3 separate regions of the Mus musculus genome follow, and regions 1 and 2 are each linked to region 3. The links are chromatin contacts, called in public promoter capture Hi-C maps. All regions are on one chromosome and are shown on one strand. The core of a region is the stretch at or near the end of the contact, and the rest is flanking DNA. Distances in the headings are between cores, read along the strand shown. Region 1 holds the start of Kcnj13 (potassium inwardly-rectifying channel, subfamily J, member 13). Region 2 overlaps Gm46099 (a long non-coding RNA gene). Region 3 holds the start of Ugt1a8 (UDP glucuronosyltransferase 1 family, polypeptide A8).

What was found. Promoter capture Hi-C pulls out the DNA fragments that hold promoters and counts their contacts.
Region 1: a contact with region 3 is called in a promoter capture Hi-C map of liver, with 2.7 times the contacts expected there. The contact joins the promoter of Kcnj13 here to the promoter of Ugt1a8 in region 3. A contact is called at or near these places in 13 of 39 promoter capture datasets (the 3T3-L1 cell line, the C10 cell line, cranial neural crest and 8 more) and 2 of 9 other capture datasets (adipose tissue and liver).
Region 2: a contact with region 3 is called in a promoter capture Hi-C map of liver, with 2.3 times the contacts expected there. The contact joins the enhancer-like site here to the promoter of Ugt1a8 in region 3. A contact is called at or near these places in 7 of 39 promoter capture datasets (cranial neural crest, embryonic stem cells, frontonasal cranial neural crest and 3 more) and 1 of 9 other capture datasets (macrophages).

The regions. Positions count from the first base shown.
Region 1 is chr1:87,392,802-87,396,001 of GRCm38.p6, forward strand. It overlaps Kcnj13 (potassium inwardly-rectifying channel, subfamily J, member 13), which reads right to left and starts at 1,928. Exons shown (of 3, transcript NM_001110227.2): 1 at 1,811-1,928. The region is part of intron 8 of Gigyf2 (GRB10 interacting GYF protein 2); the gene reads left to right.
Region 2 is chr1:87,552,773-87,555,704 of GRCm38.p6, forward strand. The region is part of intron 2 of Gm46099 (a long non-coding RNA gene); the gene reads left to right. It also overlaps a transcript of Ngef not described here. Among named protein-coding and RNA genes, the nearest start is that of Gm46099, 3.2 kb to the left of the region's middle. Within about 2 kb of position 1,574, at least 12 of the 459 cell types and tissues checked have an H3K27ac peak or open chromatin away from gene starts, as enhancers often do. A contact at or near this core is called in liver, where this site is marked.
Region 3 is chr1:88,086,121-88,089,125 of GRCm38.p6, forward strand. It overlaps Ugt1a8 (UDP glucuronosyltransferase 1 family, polypeptide A8), which reads left to right and starts at 1,708. Exons shown (of 5, transcript NM_001378375.1): 1 at 1,708-2,601. The coding sequence starts at 1,747. All of the region lies in intron 1 of Ugt1a10 (UDP glycosyltransferase 1 family, polypeptide A10), which reads left to right. All of the region lies in intron 1 of Ugt1a9 (UDP glucuronosyltransferase 1 family, polypeptide A9), which reads left to right.

The DNA of each region.
Region 1 (3,200 bases), core at 678-3,177, 690 kb before region 3:
TTTCACTTGGGTCTTTTTATGATTGCTGTTGGTTATCTATGGTTTTTGTAGCGACATTAGGCTCTCTACAATTTCATTCTTTCCCCCCCTCCAGCAACTGAATAACATGGAAAAAACCATTGGCAGGGAAGTCAAAAGGCTAGTATCAAAACAGTGAAACATTTTTGGTTTTGTTTTTCCCCCACGAAACAATGTTGACTTTTGATGGGATCATTTTGGCAAGAAGTTGAGAGAAGTAAAATTTTGATCCTTAGTGAATTACCCTGTGCATTCATATAGTCAGTCACTGCCGTGTAGTAAATTCAGGGTAGGGAGCATGGCCTGAAGGCGCTGACTCTTATGTACATAGCTCTCTCGTTTTTTTGGGCAAGCCACCATGTCCCCTTGGCCAGATATCATTAGATTAAGACAAAGAATGTGGTTAAAAGGGAGATTAAATAATATGATTTCTTAAAGTCTACCTGCCAGTTTGTAAGTTTATATCTAGTTTCTCAACTGTTTTCTATAGGATGGTTTCTGTATGATTTTATATCTGCTTACCTGGCCTTAAGTTTTTTTATTGCTGCTGCTGGATGTTTATAGGATTTCCCCCCCTTCCTCTTCAAATGTAAGTGTCTAATGGGTAGACATATTTTCAAATAATTTTTACATCATCACAAGCACACAAATGCGTAACTACCTCTTTTCCTCCTCCCTTTCTTCCACCCCCTCTCTTTTTGAGATTGGTATTATTACAGTCCAAGCTGGTCTCAAACTCGGCTTTTATAACCAGATGTCTTTGAACTGATGTTGCTACTTGTTATCTCCCAAGTCCTAGGGTTATGGGTTTGTGCTGTATACTTAACTAGGAGTGCATGTGGAAGGTATTTATCTAGACTTAGATTTTTCTGTGATTTTCATGAACTAGTCATAGCAGGAAGTAGAATAGACAACTGGAAAATATATGTGTGTATCAATGTGGGGGCTGTAAAATATGTATAAATTTATAAATTGTTTGATGGGAAAAGTACTTATTTTAAAAATGGTAGTTTGATAGCTTCATTAATCATCAAAATGACAATGTTGCTCTGTTCATTAGGTGGTAGCTCTTAAACTTAGTTTTCTGTTGCTGTGCTTCTAGAGGAGTGCTGTAATTCCTGTTCCTACAGTTAAGATAGAGGCTGCACTTAGAAACGCTAAATGAATACAGTGTTTGTTCATGCCTTATGCAAACATTTTAAAGGCTGTGTTGAAAGTCTCATAAGCACCTTTCCTGGCCTCTATAATTAGGGCAAACAATGTATTAACCCTATTATGTAAGCTTAGAGAGTAGTTCATATTTTATTTTCTTATATATAGAATCTATGTTATTAATAATCTCCTGCTTAAAAAGAAATTTTAAATTAGGATATGCAGCTTTTTGAAGATTAAGAAAATTAAAATCATAATAGTTCATTTTTTGGCATTTATTTCCATATGCTTATTTTCAGGTGTTCCTAATTCCATCCAAACAACAACAACAAAACCCCACACATTCTTTTATAAAACCACTGAATTTTTATCTAGGATCTTTTCCTACCCATTTACACAGTATAACATTAGTATGGATTTACTAAAACAACTAAGAGCTAACCTTTTACTAATGCTTTCAGCATGGCTCTTTGCCAATTCTAAAATTTAAGGAAAAGAACAAACCTTAGTTCTGACTATCTAGGTAATGTCTGTTTAAAGCTCTACTGTAAGCAATCTAGTTCTGCCCCTATCTGCTGTCAGCTTCCTTACTTGTTCCCCTGAAGGAAAGAATAATGGTGAAGGTTATTTAAGTACTCACCGGTTCCTTTGTGGGGCCAGCCTACCAAAGAAGGTCTTAAGGAAGCTAGCAGCCTCTTGTCTTTTTGACCCGGTGGTTTTAACCTGTAGTGTCGTTTGTAGGTTCTCCTCTTGGACTGGCTTTGCAGCTTACATTCCTGTGTTTATAATGTCCGTGAGGGCTGGTTTCAGCTGAAGCTGATGTGATTGGTCACTTAGTCTGCAGGGGGGCCAATTAGCTCTGATCATGTGGAAAAGAATGCTGGTTTGTTAGGAGGTCTTTCTTTACCCAACACAAACCTTAACAACTCTGGAGAAAGCCTCTAGAACTGACGTGGAGAAGGGGTGCATTTTTTCCCTCTAATCAGGACCGGTTTTTAGTAAGTTTGCATAATCTTATTTAAGAGTTTATTTGAAAGTTCAAAGGGATAAAATTCCCTGCAAGATTTCCTTTCAGCCCTCTCTCCTTATATTGCGTGTTAAAGTGTGAGATATCTCTTTCACTAATCTTTTTTCCACCATTTCTTGAGGGGGGATTTAGTTGGATAAGGATGTTTAGGCATAATTGATGAGTTGATTTTTTTCTGGTTTTCTTATCAGATCCCACCTCATCAGTATGGCTATGATAGTAGGTATAGGTCATTTATTTACCTGAAACAATACCTCTGCCCTTCTTTATTGCAGAGGAAGAACTTTGGTCTTTGTTTGGTTTTAAAGCTGTGTAGTAGGCTTGACTAGGAATATGATTGCTTGATGCCTTGTACGTCTCTTTAAGGTGAAAGAAGGAAAGAATTTTCTTAAGGCTTGCTTTAGTGATCTGTAGGGGTCTTGTATGTGTGATGAAGTGGAATAAAACAATATTCAGAGTACATGATCTGTAACTCAGTACTGAAATTGTATTTACCTGGAAGATGTCAGCAGTCCAGCTTGTAGCAGCTTCCACTTGAGCTGAAAAGTATGGCCTTGTGTGATACCTAGTGAACAGTATTTTCTTCTCCTCTGTTAGCTGCCAATTTAAAAACTTTGATCAAATGTTACACATAAGAGGATCTGAAAAACAAAGACACTGTTTGTTTGAAGTAAGAGCTTGGAAAGGCCTGCTGGGAAAGTTATGAATGTAGACCAATCTAATGCTACTTAGGAAGGGAAATCCGACTTTGTGGATTCCTCTCCTTTCCTTCACAAGTTAAAAAATACATTAATTCCTTCTTTGTTTTATTAATGCCAGACATTTCAATACAAGTTTAGACAGAGCGCTAGTAACTTTGCCCGTCAGAACCAGGGAGGGTAATCAAGGTGAATTCACATTTAAGACTTATTCCCTGCCATGTGCAAGTAGGAATTTTTATCATTTTCTAGCTAGCTGATTGAGGAAAACATCTAACTGAAAATAGCTAAGACACTAGAGCAAG
Region 2 (2,932 bases), core at 324-2,823, 530 kb before region 3:
GGAGAGATGGAGAGAAAGAAAGAGAGGGGAAGATAGAGATAGAGATGGATGGAAGGATGGATGAATGGATGGATAGATAGATAGATAGATAGATAGATAGATAGATAGATAGATGATCCATTTGGCAGAGGGGCTGAAGTTGAACATTGTTGTGACAAGGTCCAGAACAGTTTGGGTAATACTCACTTAGCAATTGTAGTTTCTTTGTGCTTTGAGTTTTGTGCTACAGTGGATGAAACCTAATGCCTCCAGCCTGCTAGGCAAGCACTCTTTCCTGAGCCACACTGCAGCCCCAATCCTAGTTTCTAATGCAAGCCATGCCTTTCTTTGGTAAAGAAAGTAAAACACATTGGGGTTTAAGAACCAAGCCACATCCCAGCCCCTAGTCTCAACTAGCTAGCATCGACTGCCTGGCGGCTGTCTGTTACAGGTCCCTGTAGTCTACAGACCGGGGTGGAGTAGCAGCAGAGGGGACATGTGCAAGACAAGAGGTGCATGCATGGTACCTCTTCTTGGTGAGCTGGCACAGAAAGCTTGAGTGGATTCCTATCTAAAAGAACGGAGGTGCCGGAGAACTGTGGGATGGAAGAAACAAAGCCAGAGGGCAGGAGCAAACCAGACATCCCTGTTGGCAAGAGTGGGGCTGAGTAGGGCTGGGATTGCCGAGGTCCAAGGGCACAGAGCCAGTGTGGGAGATGAGGAGGAAGACCTGGGAGAAGGCTCTGAGGGAGGAAGCCTGCAGGCCTGGCAGGCAGGAGGCCCAGCAGACAAACTGCAGAGTGTAAAACTTAAAACAACAGCAGCAACAACAATAACAGCAACAACAACAAAACCCTCAAATGCTACAGTCACAGAAAAACTCCAGATGCTGAGCTTTTGCAATCAGCTCTTCAGAGAGCCTGAGATTAGGACATTCTGGATTTGGGGATTTGGAGGGACGAATGTTTGATTTGGTGGTGGAAGCAGAAGAGGCTAAAGGGAGAGGCAGGCCAGGAGGAGTCAGGAAATGAAACTAGAAGCTGAGTCCATGAGAAGGACCAGGAAAACTCCCAGTGTCCTCTCTGTTTGCTAGGGGGGGTCAGGGTCACCAAGCTATGCCCCTCAGCTTTCCCTTACTGTGACAAATGTCTGAGTCAATTTATAAAAATCAAAGGTTGCTCTGGGCTTACAGTGACCACTGATGGATGAGTGGACAGGGAAAATATCTGAAAAAAAGTCATAGTCATGGTTTATACATCAGAATAACAAGTCATACAGGAACTGGGGCATGTGCCTGTAATCACAGCACTTGGGAGACTGAGGCAGAAGGAGAGTAGAGGGCTAGCCTGGACTGCCGTGCTTCCAATAAATAAATAAATGAATGAATAAAAATAAATATGAAGACGAGGAAGAAGGGAGGAGTTTGGCTTTGGTTTTCTGTGAATACCATATGAGAGGGAGGGAGGGGGAGGGGAGGGGGAGGGGGGAAAGAGAGAGATCAAAGGAAATCCTGGGAAGGCTCAGAGGTTCCTGTACAAAGGCCAAGTAGGGAGAGGTTTCCAGCTGTGTAGTCGCAGGGTTCAAGGATCCTAGAGTATTAACTGTCCATTTTGTTCCCGCACCAGTGTTCCCTGGGGGTGCGGATATCCACAGCAGTGCAGCTGACTGTGGCTTGTGGGATTTCTGAAGCAGGAATCTGCTAGAAGACTTCATAAAAGGGACTCAAAGAGACCCTGACCTGGTGTGCCCTTGAAGAAATCAGGTCACCTCGACTTGTGTTTGGCTTTTAGAGCAGCCACTGCATAAAACCCCATAGCTCTCTGAGGGCTCCCCAGAGCCCACAGGTCAGCTTGAGTGGTCACTGGAACAGACAACTGGTTGCCCAAGCCATAGAAAGCTCCGTGGTATGCATGTGGCTGGGAACCACGGTCTCCAGTGGAGCTGGAGAAGGCTCAGACAAACCGTGGCCAAAGCATCAGACCCAGGCTAAGCCAGAGGGATGGTTTTGCTTCATCTCAGCAAAAGAATGCAACGCTACCTTGTCACTGAGCTATCCCCCTACCATCTTTTGACTTTTAATTAGCAGATGCCATTGAAGAGTTTTGTCATTGGGATGGTTACTGCTCATTGTTAACTTGGCACAAGCCAGAATAACCTAGGGACAGTCTCAGGGAGGGACATCTGCAATGGGTTGGCCTGTGCTCATGTCTGTTGGGGGATTATCTTGACTGTCCATTGATAAAGGAAGACCCATCTCACTGTGGTGATACCATTCCCTAGGCAGGGAGCTTCTAAATAGTATTAGAGAGAAAACAGCTAGCTGAAAGCAAGCAACCAAGAATCTGTGCATTGATCCTCTCTTTGCTCTTGACTATGGAGGTGATGTGACTGGGGCTGTATGAGTTCCTGTCTTGACTTCCTGGAAATGACGAACTGTAGCCTGGGATTGGAAGCCAAATAAAACCTTTCTCTTCTTCCATAAATTGCTTTCGGTTAGGGTTAAGGTACTCGTCACAGCAACAGAACTGAAACTAGAAAAGTCAGGGACAGCAAAACACACTCTCTTACGGAGCTGCAATTTTAGGCTGAGAACACATGCATCATACTTTGTAAGTTTTTCCAAATTACAGTGTGCAGTCCCTACCTGTTCTAAAGTAAACCTTTTGAAGTATTTCTCTAACCCTGTCCCTTAACCACCCCAGTCTCTTACAATCATTGCACTATCAACTTCTATGAAATCAATGCTGAAAAAAAATTACGTTACGTATATATGATACCGTGTTACAAAAGGGCAGTTCACACACCTGTGTGTTATACATTGAGCATGGTCCCACAAGTCCCATTCCCCTCTCCTAACTTCTGTTAGTTCTCATTGGGACAATATTTTGTTTCTACTTTCACACCATACATGCCTGCACTACTGCATGCATCTATATAAAGTGCATAGAGAAAA
Region 3 (3,005 bases), core at 458-2,957:
GGTTTAGTAGTTATCTCTGGACAGGTTCCATAGCTGATGAGTGATACCAGGGTGCCATGGAAGTATGATTTTGCTTCCTTTCTTTGTTTTTGATTCTGCTTCACCCCATGTGGCATGACTATGTCCTTTCTCCTAGTGACCCCCAGGCCACCAGAGATATCTCTGGGGCAGTCCTAGGAACTCTGGGAACACTAAGGACTTTGTATTATGAACACTAGCTCACCTCTCTGCCAGCAGGTTTATGTTCAGGGTAAATGATCTCCTTATCTTCATTGCCCTGATTTGGGGATAAGAGTTGGGTGGTGTGATCCGAGTAAGACAATTGTTCCTTCCTTTTTACTTTACTTGAATTTCATTAAGTTCTGTGAACCATTCATGCTTCCTGGACTTGTTTTCAATTGTTATGGTTTCAAAGTGAGGTCTTGGGGAGCTGTTAGTTTATTTTTCTTTGGGAGAATCTGAGCCTGAGTCTTCCTGAACCAGAAACTAGATGTCATACTAGCCATTTTTTGTTTGGTTGGCTTTATTTTGAGGCTGCGTCTATTATATAGATCCAGCTGTTCTGGAGCTTGCTATGTCCACCAGGCAAGCCTTGAATTCACAATATCTACCTGCCTCTGCCTCCCTAGTACTGGGATTCAAGACATGGCATGCTAGCCATTGTTGAGTCTTCAAAAATGATCACCTGAGTGTTTCCCAGTCACCAAGGTAAATAGATGACTAAGTATATATCTATTAAAAGTGACATTTAAGGTAAAAAGGGACAATGTTTGGAACAAACAAGGATCAACCCCCTCCCAGGATGACTATACAATTTCTTGCTAAATGTACCTTATTACCTGATATATACCACTAAGCTATCCATGAAACTATATAGAAAACTTGCATGATGCAGTTGAGTCTAAAGACAAATTCTTTTTGTTCTTCTCCAGATAAGCCATATCTGGGCACTGTGCAAATAGGATGAATACACAAGGGAATCATATGTCCTGACTTCAAGGTGTACTCAAGGGACTGTGGAACAAAATGGCATAGATTCCCTTGGGGAAACCCACAGCAGAGGTCTCAACCTCTTTTTAGACTATGTGACATTGCATTGGACATATGAAAAGTAAGAGAGATGACAGTCACATGCCACCAGGTCCTTGACATGATCCATACTATAGCTGCTTATCTTAGCATATCCCAGCTTTCCAGGAGTTTAGCAATGGAATAAGAATTCTTCTGCAATGCCGAGACCAGCAGCATTGCTCATCTGGCAGAGTCTTTTTACTGTCAGAAGGGTCGTGCTAAGAACCTCCCCATAGGCCTTGGGAGCAGAGGCAGCAATTCCCTTTGGGACACAGTGTAGTGGCCTAAAGAAAGTGTCCAGATTTTACTTTGGAACCAATTCTAAAAATGTGAGATTCTTTTGACACTTTCTTTCTTCCTCTTGGGAAAACGTTTGGATATAGAGTCAAGTGTATTTCTTCATAACAATTTCTAAACTCATGTTATGTGATTCTGCCCAAGAAAAGGGTCATAGGCCCTTCTTATCAGAAAAACAAACAAGTAGGCATCTCAATAATGGCTCAATTGTTATTGTTTTCAAAAGTCAGTCATTGTCAGGGAGTGTACTTTCTTAATGAAGGTGAGTCCACGCCCTCCTCTGGGGGGAGGCTTTCTAGATTCCACAAGCTTTCCTCTTCCCAAATTAGAAGAACACACAGTCCCAGCCCATGTATTCTCCTGGGCTGTGTTTCTCCCATGGCTCCTGCAGTTTTTCCAGCCTCTCTTCCTCTCCGTGTGTGCCTGCTGTTGGCCTTTGGCTTGGCCCAGGCAGGCAGGCTGCTGGTGGTGCCCATGGATGGGAGCCACTGGTTCTCCATGAAGATGATTGTGGAGAAATTGAGCCACAGAGGGCATGAGGTTGTGGTAGTCATCCCAGAGGTGAGTTGGCACCTGGGAAAGTCACAGAATTTTACAGTGAAAACCTACTCTGTTTCTTACACTCTGGAAGATTTAAGCCACCACTTCAATTTTTTTGCTCACAAGCAATGGGAAAATCGAGAAGTAGGAATGTTCTCACTACTGAAGCATTCAGGCAAAGGTTTCTTCCAAGTACTGTTTTCACACTGTAGGAGTTTGTTTAACGACAAGAAGTTAGTGGAGTACTTGAAGCAGAGATCTTTTGATGCTGTGTTTCTGGATCCTTTCGATGTGTGTGGCTTAACTATAGCTAAGTACTTTTCTCTCCCGTCCGTGGTCTTCAGCGGTGGGATATTTTGTCACTATCTTGATGAGGGTGCCCAGTGCCCAAGTCCTCCTTCTTATGTCCCCAGAATTCTCTCAAAATTCGCAGACACCATGACTTTTAAGGAGAGAGTGTGGAACTATTTCTCCTACATGAAGGAACGTGCATTTTGCCCCTATTTTTTCAAAACTGCTATAGAAATTGCCTCTGAAGTTCTGCAGACCCCAGTGACTATGACAGACCTCTTCAGCTCAGTGTCCATTTGGATGTTTCGCACTGACTTTGTGTTGGAGTTCCCCAGACCTGTGATGCCCAACATGGTCTACATTGGCGGGATCAACTGCCACCCGGGAAAGCCACTTTCCAAGGTACATCATTTTTCCTTAAGCAGGTGAAGAGAGTCGGCTTTGGATGACGAAGCCATTCATTTGTTGTCTTTGGGTTTTGTTGTTGTCCTTCCAACAGAATTGCAGTAGTGTGACTTTTCACCATGCTTGTTGATATGTGGGTGTACCACTGACATTCTCATAATCACCAGGCTGCATTCATCATTGCTTTTGGAAATAGACGGAAAAACACAGTAAGAAATGAAGCTTCGGTTTGCTCATTCCCGTTCTCTACCTCCCTTTAAAGAGCACTCTGGAGTTTTGTGTGCTTCCCAGGCTCGGGGAGGTAGTTCACAAATAGTCCTCAGCTGTAAACATCCAAAGCTGTGTCCTTAAAATAAGGTGCAGCGTTAGCCTGGACAAAGGTGTCTTCACCGTCCCTTTTC